Regions from separate parts of the Mus musculus genome. Here region 1 is linked to region 2. Evidence: chromatin contacts called from public Hi-C data. All regions are on one chromosome and are shown on one strand. Each heading gives the region's core, a stretch centred on a gene start, on an enhancer-like site or on the middle of the called end of the contact. The rest is flanking DNA. Distances are from core to core; before and after follow the strand shown.

Evidence for each region. A called contact is a pair of places that touch in the nucleus more often than the background predicts.
Region 1: a contact with region 2 is called in a Hi-C map of liver, with 3 times the contacts expected there. The contact joins two enhancer-like sites. A contact is called at or near these places in 7 of 39 promoter capture datasets (the C10 cell line, cranial neural crest, embryonic stem cells and 4 more), 1 of 15 datasets of contacts at CTCF or cohesin (large pre-B cells), 29 of 484 Hi-C or Micro-C datasets (B cells, the P5424 cell line, cerebellar granule neurons and 12 more), 3 of 115 datasets of contacts at active chromatin or transcription factors (astrocytes and embryonic stem cells) and 2 of 9 other capture datasets (embryonic stem cells and liver).

Annotation. Positions count from the first base shown.
Region 1 is chr14:61,123,066-61,126,158 of GRCm38.p6, forward strand. No RefSeq gene overlaps it. Among named protein-coding and RNA genes, the nearest start is that of Sacs, 14 kb to the right of the region's middle. Within about 2 kb of position 1,831, at least 4 of the 459 cell types and tissues checked have an H3K27ac peak or open chromatin away from gene starts, as enhancers often do. A contact at or near this core is called in liver, where this site is marked.
Region 2 is chr14:60,527,777-60,531,043 of GRCm38.p6, forward strand. It overlaps a transcript of Spata13 not described here. Among named protein-coding and RNA genes, the nearest start is that of Gm41166, 94 kb to the right of the region's middle. Within about 2 kb of position 1,390, at least 79 of the 459 cell types and tissues checked have an H3K27ac peak or open chromatin away from gene starts, as enhancers often do. A contact at or near this core is called in liver, where this site is marked.

The DNA of each region.
Region 1 (3,093 bases), core at 581-3,080, 600 kb after region 2:
CACAGGAAAGTCATGAGGCTGTGGACAGACTCCAGTGAAGTCTTGCGTAGATGTCGAAGAAGTTCTCTTAGGTGAACATAGGATCTTGTTGGTTGATTCTGCTCTAAATTTTGATAATAACAGTTTAAGACTCAATTTTACCTAATTACTGGCCATTTATTTCTCTTCCCACTGTTAAGATTTTCAGCCTTTTTAAAATTTTTGAATTAATATTAATTTTTATTTATATGAGTACACTGTAGCTGTCTTCAGACACACCAGAAGAGGGCATCAGATCTCATTACAGATGGTTGTGAGCTACCATGTGGTTGCTGGGAGTTGAACTCAGGACCTCTGGAAAAGCAGTCAGTGCTCTTAACTGCTGAGTCATCTCTCCAGGTCCTTCTGTCTCTCTTTCTACTACTATTTTATTCTTATAGACTTGTAATTTTTATAAGTAATAATTTATTTACTACATGTCACAAATACTGTCTCGGAATGCTTCTTACACTTTAAGGTCGTGTGCACATGACGTCGTCAGTCAGAGTGTCTCTAGTATACTGTTCTCCACACGTACTCTTCTGGTGCATTGTATTATATTGTATTTTACTTCATCATATTTTATATACTTTTCTATTTATAGTTTGAATTTAATTTTCTTTTTTTTTTTTTTTATAGTTGTTTCTTTTTTTTTTTTTTTTTTTTTTTTTTTTTTAAGATTTATTTATTTATTATATGTAAGTACACTGTAGCTGCCCTCAGACACTCCAGAAGAGGGAGTCAGATCTCGTTACGGATGGTTGTAAGCCACCATGTGGTTGCTGGGATTTGAACTCCTGACCTTCGGAAGAGCAGTCGGGTGCTCTTACCTACTGAGCCATCTCACCAGCCCCGAATTTAATTTTCTATCCCTCTCTTTATCCACTCTTGTTTGACAATGCAAGTTAAAGTACTTTGCATTTTGTTTTTTCTGTGATTTCTGGGTTTCACATTATGAGATAGCTCAATGGGTTAAGGTGTTTGACACCAAGCCTGATACCCTGCGTTGGATCCCAGGAAGCCACTGGGCACGTGAAGAGAACTGATTGAAAAGTTGTCCTCTTATCTCTCCATGGGTACTGTGGCACAAATGTACACCTCTTAAATGAATGAATGAATGAATGAATGAATGTAGAAAAATAGAAAAGCAATGAATAATTTCATCTATTCAAAGCTCACACTCAAAGAATATGAATATTTTCAACTATTTAGTACAATTATTTTAAAGGATATAAAAGCATTGTGTGCAGGGCGTCACACTGAATTAAAAGATGATATACTGCTCTCCATGTGATATAAAATAATCCATGTAAGTGCCTGAAACTATGGCTTTTCAGTAATTAATCACATGCTGGAAAGTTCCTTGCAGAATGCACCCAACTTTGGAATCTGAAAAAAAAAAAATGACCTGTGCCCAGATTTCCCGACACACACTCATTTAAATGGCCATTCATTAAACTAGCTGAAGTATTCAAACTTACTCCCCGCCAGAATCAGAGGGCATGAGAGGAGGTGGCTACAGAGTGACTCCTTTTGTGTTACTGTACACATAGCTTTCATACGACTGTTGAAGGTTTTCTGAAAGACAGCTTTAAATCTCTGTTCAAGTTGGATCTTGGTACCAGTCTAGACTCAAGGCAACCTCGTGAGATGTCGCCTTCCCACCCTGATGTGTCAAACACATGCTCTCTTCACCAGGCACCTTCGGCTGCTTTTGAACAAGATTGCTTTCCTGAGTGTTGGGTCCAAAGCTGTCCCCAAAATCGCAACGCTTGTGCCAATGTCCTAAGTAGAAGGACTTTGGCCAGGCAAACAGAAAGATTGTTATTGGGTAACCGAGGCCTGAAGACTGAGTTCTGTTTACCAGGAGCCTCCCTCAAAACACCAGGAACCTCTCTTGATCCGCCATAAAGGTCAACTACCTAGGGAAAGGTCACCTAGTTCTGGGTCAACCTAAACACCCCTTATCCTGCTGACTGTCCTATAAAGCCTGCTTGCTTTCCTGCCATTTCATCTTCTCTTTGTCCCTAACCTCCAGACAGCCTTTGCATTTGACCCTCCCAGTATACCTTCCTTTCTACCCATGGAGTGGTCCCGTTTGGTAGTTTTACTGTGCCCCCACATTGTTAAGCACAGGCAGGTTCTGATGGCAAGAGAGCCTGGCACTCTGCTTTTAGATTCTCATTGCCATCGGAAGGGTAGGCATTGTTGCAATCGTTGGTTTGTAGGTGAGGAAACAGAATTACAGGGCTTAAGGTGGGTCTGGTGAGCAACTCTGCAGCAGAGCACGTGTCTGGCCTGAATTCCATTCCCAGCAAAGCACACACTAGCGCATACACACGTGCACGAGCATGCACACCCTGTCCAGGGTTCCCCAGCTGGGCAGGCACCCTGGGGCTGACCATCTTGGTCTGCACTCTTTCTTGCTCTATCACAGCTCCTCAGGACCTGCCTTGCCAGTATTTTGCAGTGTTACAAGTCCCATAGTTGAGACTAGTTCTAAATTTAGAATCAAAAGGACAAGAGTGGTTTCCAAAATTGGAGATGAGTTTTCTATCCAGCTAAATTCTTGAATTGTCTTTCAAGGAGCTGGCCCTTCTGCTCCGAGGATGCCCTGCACTGACTTTCCATGGCCCCAGCTGGCTTGAAGAGAAGACCTTGGGATAAGTAATGACCTTGACATGCAGAATAAAATAACAAGAGGTCAAAGAAGAATTCACTTCATAGGCACCAAGCACAGCCTGGCCAGTTATGGCGAGGATCTCCAAGCAGGATCCAGCAAGCTCACACAACACAGGGCAAGGATATCAATCAATCTCATTCTATTCCCAAGGAGAGGGAGAGACACAGCTACAGGCTGATCTGGGAGTTTTACAAACTTTAGATGACTTTGAAAGTTGGGGTTTTTGTTTTGTTTTTCTTTTTGTTTTTTAATCACATTTCACCACATGAGAAATACAGCTCAGAGATTTAAAGCCAGTGGGCCTCAGGCATAAAGGACCGATGCTGGAGACAGTCACACCCAGCTATCTCCAAATCCTCTGCTCCCTGTATGCCACACCAACTGATTTTTGG
Region 2 (3,267 bases), core at 140-2,639:
GCATCATCTTACACCTGACATCTTCTCTAAACAACCTGGAATTTGCAGTGCAATGTAAATGCTGCATAAATGGTCATTGGACTCTTTTGGTCAAGAATAATGACAGGAGTTGGTGGAAATGTTTCAGTATGTCTTAGTTAGGGTTTCATTGCTGTGAAGAGACACCATGACCAAGGCAGCTCTTATAAAGGACAACATTTAACTGGGTCTGGCTTACAGGCTCAGAGGTTCCGTCCATTATCATCATAGCAGGAAGCATGGCAGCATGCATGCAGGAAGACACGGCACTAAAGGAGCTGAGAGTTCTATATCTTGTTCCAAAGGCAAACAAGAGAAGACTGGCTCTTCCACACTGGGCAGAGTTTCAAAGTCCACCCCCACAGTGACACACTTCCTCCAACAAGGCCACAACTCCTCCAATAAAGCCACGCCCCCTAAGAGAGCAACTCCCTGGGCCACACATATTCAAACCGCCACACAGTACAAAGAGAATTAAAAATATATATATATATATATATATATATATATATATATATATATATCTGCAGTGTGTGATTGGTTGAATTCAAAGACGCAGAATCCACGGGGAGCCAACTGTACTGTATATTTGCCAAGTTTGGAATATTACACACCGTTACAGGGAGGGTAGAGAACCTGTTTGTTATGGAGGGCTCCCCCCACATGTGTAAATACTTTGGAGTCCCTTTACTGTGTAGCCAGCATATGGTACCTTCAGGAGGTTCTACAAAGCCAGGCAGGGACAAATCATGTGACCTCGTTTGCAGACATTCCCAGACCACCAGAAGAAATTCAAGGATTGACATTGCCCATGTGCGTCCCAGGAACTGTCTGAATTAAGGGAGTAAAATGGGACTAAGCAATAGGTGGTCCATGGTTGTCACAGAAAACAGAAGTCCTCCAGCTCACATGACTCTGGGTCCTTGAAATCTGATAATGCTGATAAGTCACTTCCTCAGAAGCGCTGCTTGGCCAGATCTCCACAAAGAAAAAGAAAAAGAAAAAGGAAAGAAAAGAAAAAAAGAAAAGAAAAAGAGCCGGGTATGGTGGCGCATGCCTTTAATACCAGCACTCGGGAGGCAGAGGCAGGCAGATTTCTGAGTTCGAGGCCAGCCTGGTCTACAAAGTGAGTTCCAGGACAGCCAGGGCTACACAGAGAAACCCTGTCTCAAAAAAAAAAAAAGAAAGAAAAGAAAAGAAAAAGTAAAACAAACAAAAAATTAAACAACAACAAAAAAACCTCATTCTAAAAGAGCCAATGCCAAAATAAAACAAACCAAAAGAGGTGCATCATTGGTGCCTTCTGCCGTGTAGGCTCAGAGGATGGCTCAGACCCAGCAATGATCATTCAGGGGCCGCTGTCCCTGAGTGAAGCCAGCAGCCAAGACAGAAGAAAAGAGCCCAGCTGGTGTCCAGCCAGAACAGCACCAGGGCACAAGGTGGCAGCTGCCAGGGCTCAGCCTTGGGCAAGAATCCAGAAAAGATGAAGTCATTTTCTGACCTGTGTCCCAGCCAGGAGTTTGAATGCAAAAAGGGTTATCGGTGAACTTTCTGAATGTCTTCTGAGGCTTGCTTTCAGCTCAGAGGCAGAGCTCTGGCACAGTATGGGCAATGGCAGCCAGTGTGTCATGGGACACTGCCTTATAGACAGCTGCAGTCATTACACAACACTCAGGTACTAAGACGGGGGCAAGTTTGAACTATTTCCCTATCACAAAACGCCTACCTTATTCTCCAAAATGTGCTGTTTTCTGTCTTTTGTGCTAAAGCACAAAGACTGTGTTACCGTTGTGTGTGTGTATGTGTGTGTGTTGTTTTTTTATCTCTAGGACATCCTTACCTGAGTATGTGTTGTGAGCTAAGCCAGGTTGTAGACCCCCATCAGTCTCATCTCCAGCCTTTCCCTACTGTGTGGACAAAGCTATGGATTCTCAAGAAAGCTGCTGGGGGAGCCCTCCTGAGACTTCAGACACCTGTATCTATTTTTCTTCACGGGGGGGGGGGGGGGGGAAGTGGGGTGTGTGTGTGTGCAGAGTCTGCTTGACCTGCCAAGAAGATGTGAAACTAACAAAGAAGTTTCCCATGGGGGGGGGGGGAGTGTTGTGAGGGGGGGCAGGCAGCCAGCAGAGGGCAGCTGTTCCAGCCACGCCACCTCAGCCTCACTACCTGCACCTCTAGGGTCTCTGCCTAAGGATGCTTCCCTCTTACCTCATGTTTAGGGGTTCTGGAGTGACAGCCACGATGGCATGGGGGCGGGGGCGGGGGGAGAGGGGCAAGGCACTTGAGTGCACACATGCATAATCTGGATTCAGGGATGAGGTCATATTCCCAGTGTGAGGGAATTCCCAGTGTGAGGGTTGGGAGAAGAAAATGGCTTTGTTACAATTCTGCTAGACTCCTCACTGGCCCAGGACAGTGCGGTTGTCTAGAGAATGTTCCTCATTGACAGCCCAATGAGAGTGGAGCCCAGAAAACTCCCCAGATGAGGTCATATGAGAGACTTGATGGGGGTGGGCGGTTTGGGGGAAGGGGAGGAAAGACTGGCAGAAATTAAAGATATCTGAGCTGACATTAAAGACATCAAGAGCTGGGGTGGAAGATTCTCCTGGGACCTGGAGGACACAGTGGGGGTCCTGGGGGGACAGTTGAGACAGAGGTATGCAGGCTTGGGGACTCATAGGCCCTCTGTATGAGGTTTGTTTTTCTGTCCTCCACTCTGGCCCACTGGCAGCTCCGCCCACCTATCTTTCCCACTGTGCTCTTTCTCAGCCTTCCTGTTCTTCATGGCAGGGAGGAGTCGGTTGGCCTCAGGCTGAGATCAGCTTTCTCTACTCACCCATCCACCGTGGGCCTCTGGGGTCGGTCGCTCAGACTTCTGCTATTAATGCAGCACCAAATGGAGGAACCGGAGACAAAGCCTGGGTCTGCAGGCTCCCCCGCTCCGACTCCAAGGGGTTCACACTGATATTATAATAGTTACTTCCTAATATTTAAATTCCGAATGGCCAACACTTACATTCAAGGTCACTGCTAATGAAACAGCAATCTGTATGCAAATATGTATTGTTGTCTGTGTATTTATGCGTACTCTCCACCCCTTTAATCCATCATAGGAGATATCATGTTATAGTTATTGATTAGGAATTCCTCCAGATCATCTCTTCCTGCTTCCCCACCTCTCACTGAACACCAACCTGGAAAAAAAAAAAAGGAAAATGCAAAGTGGGGCTGCTTTAAGAGCTGTCTAGG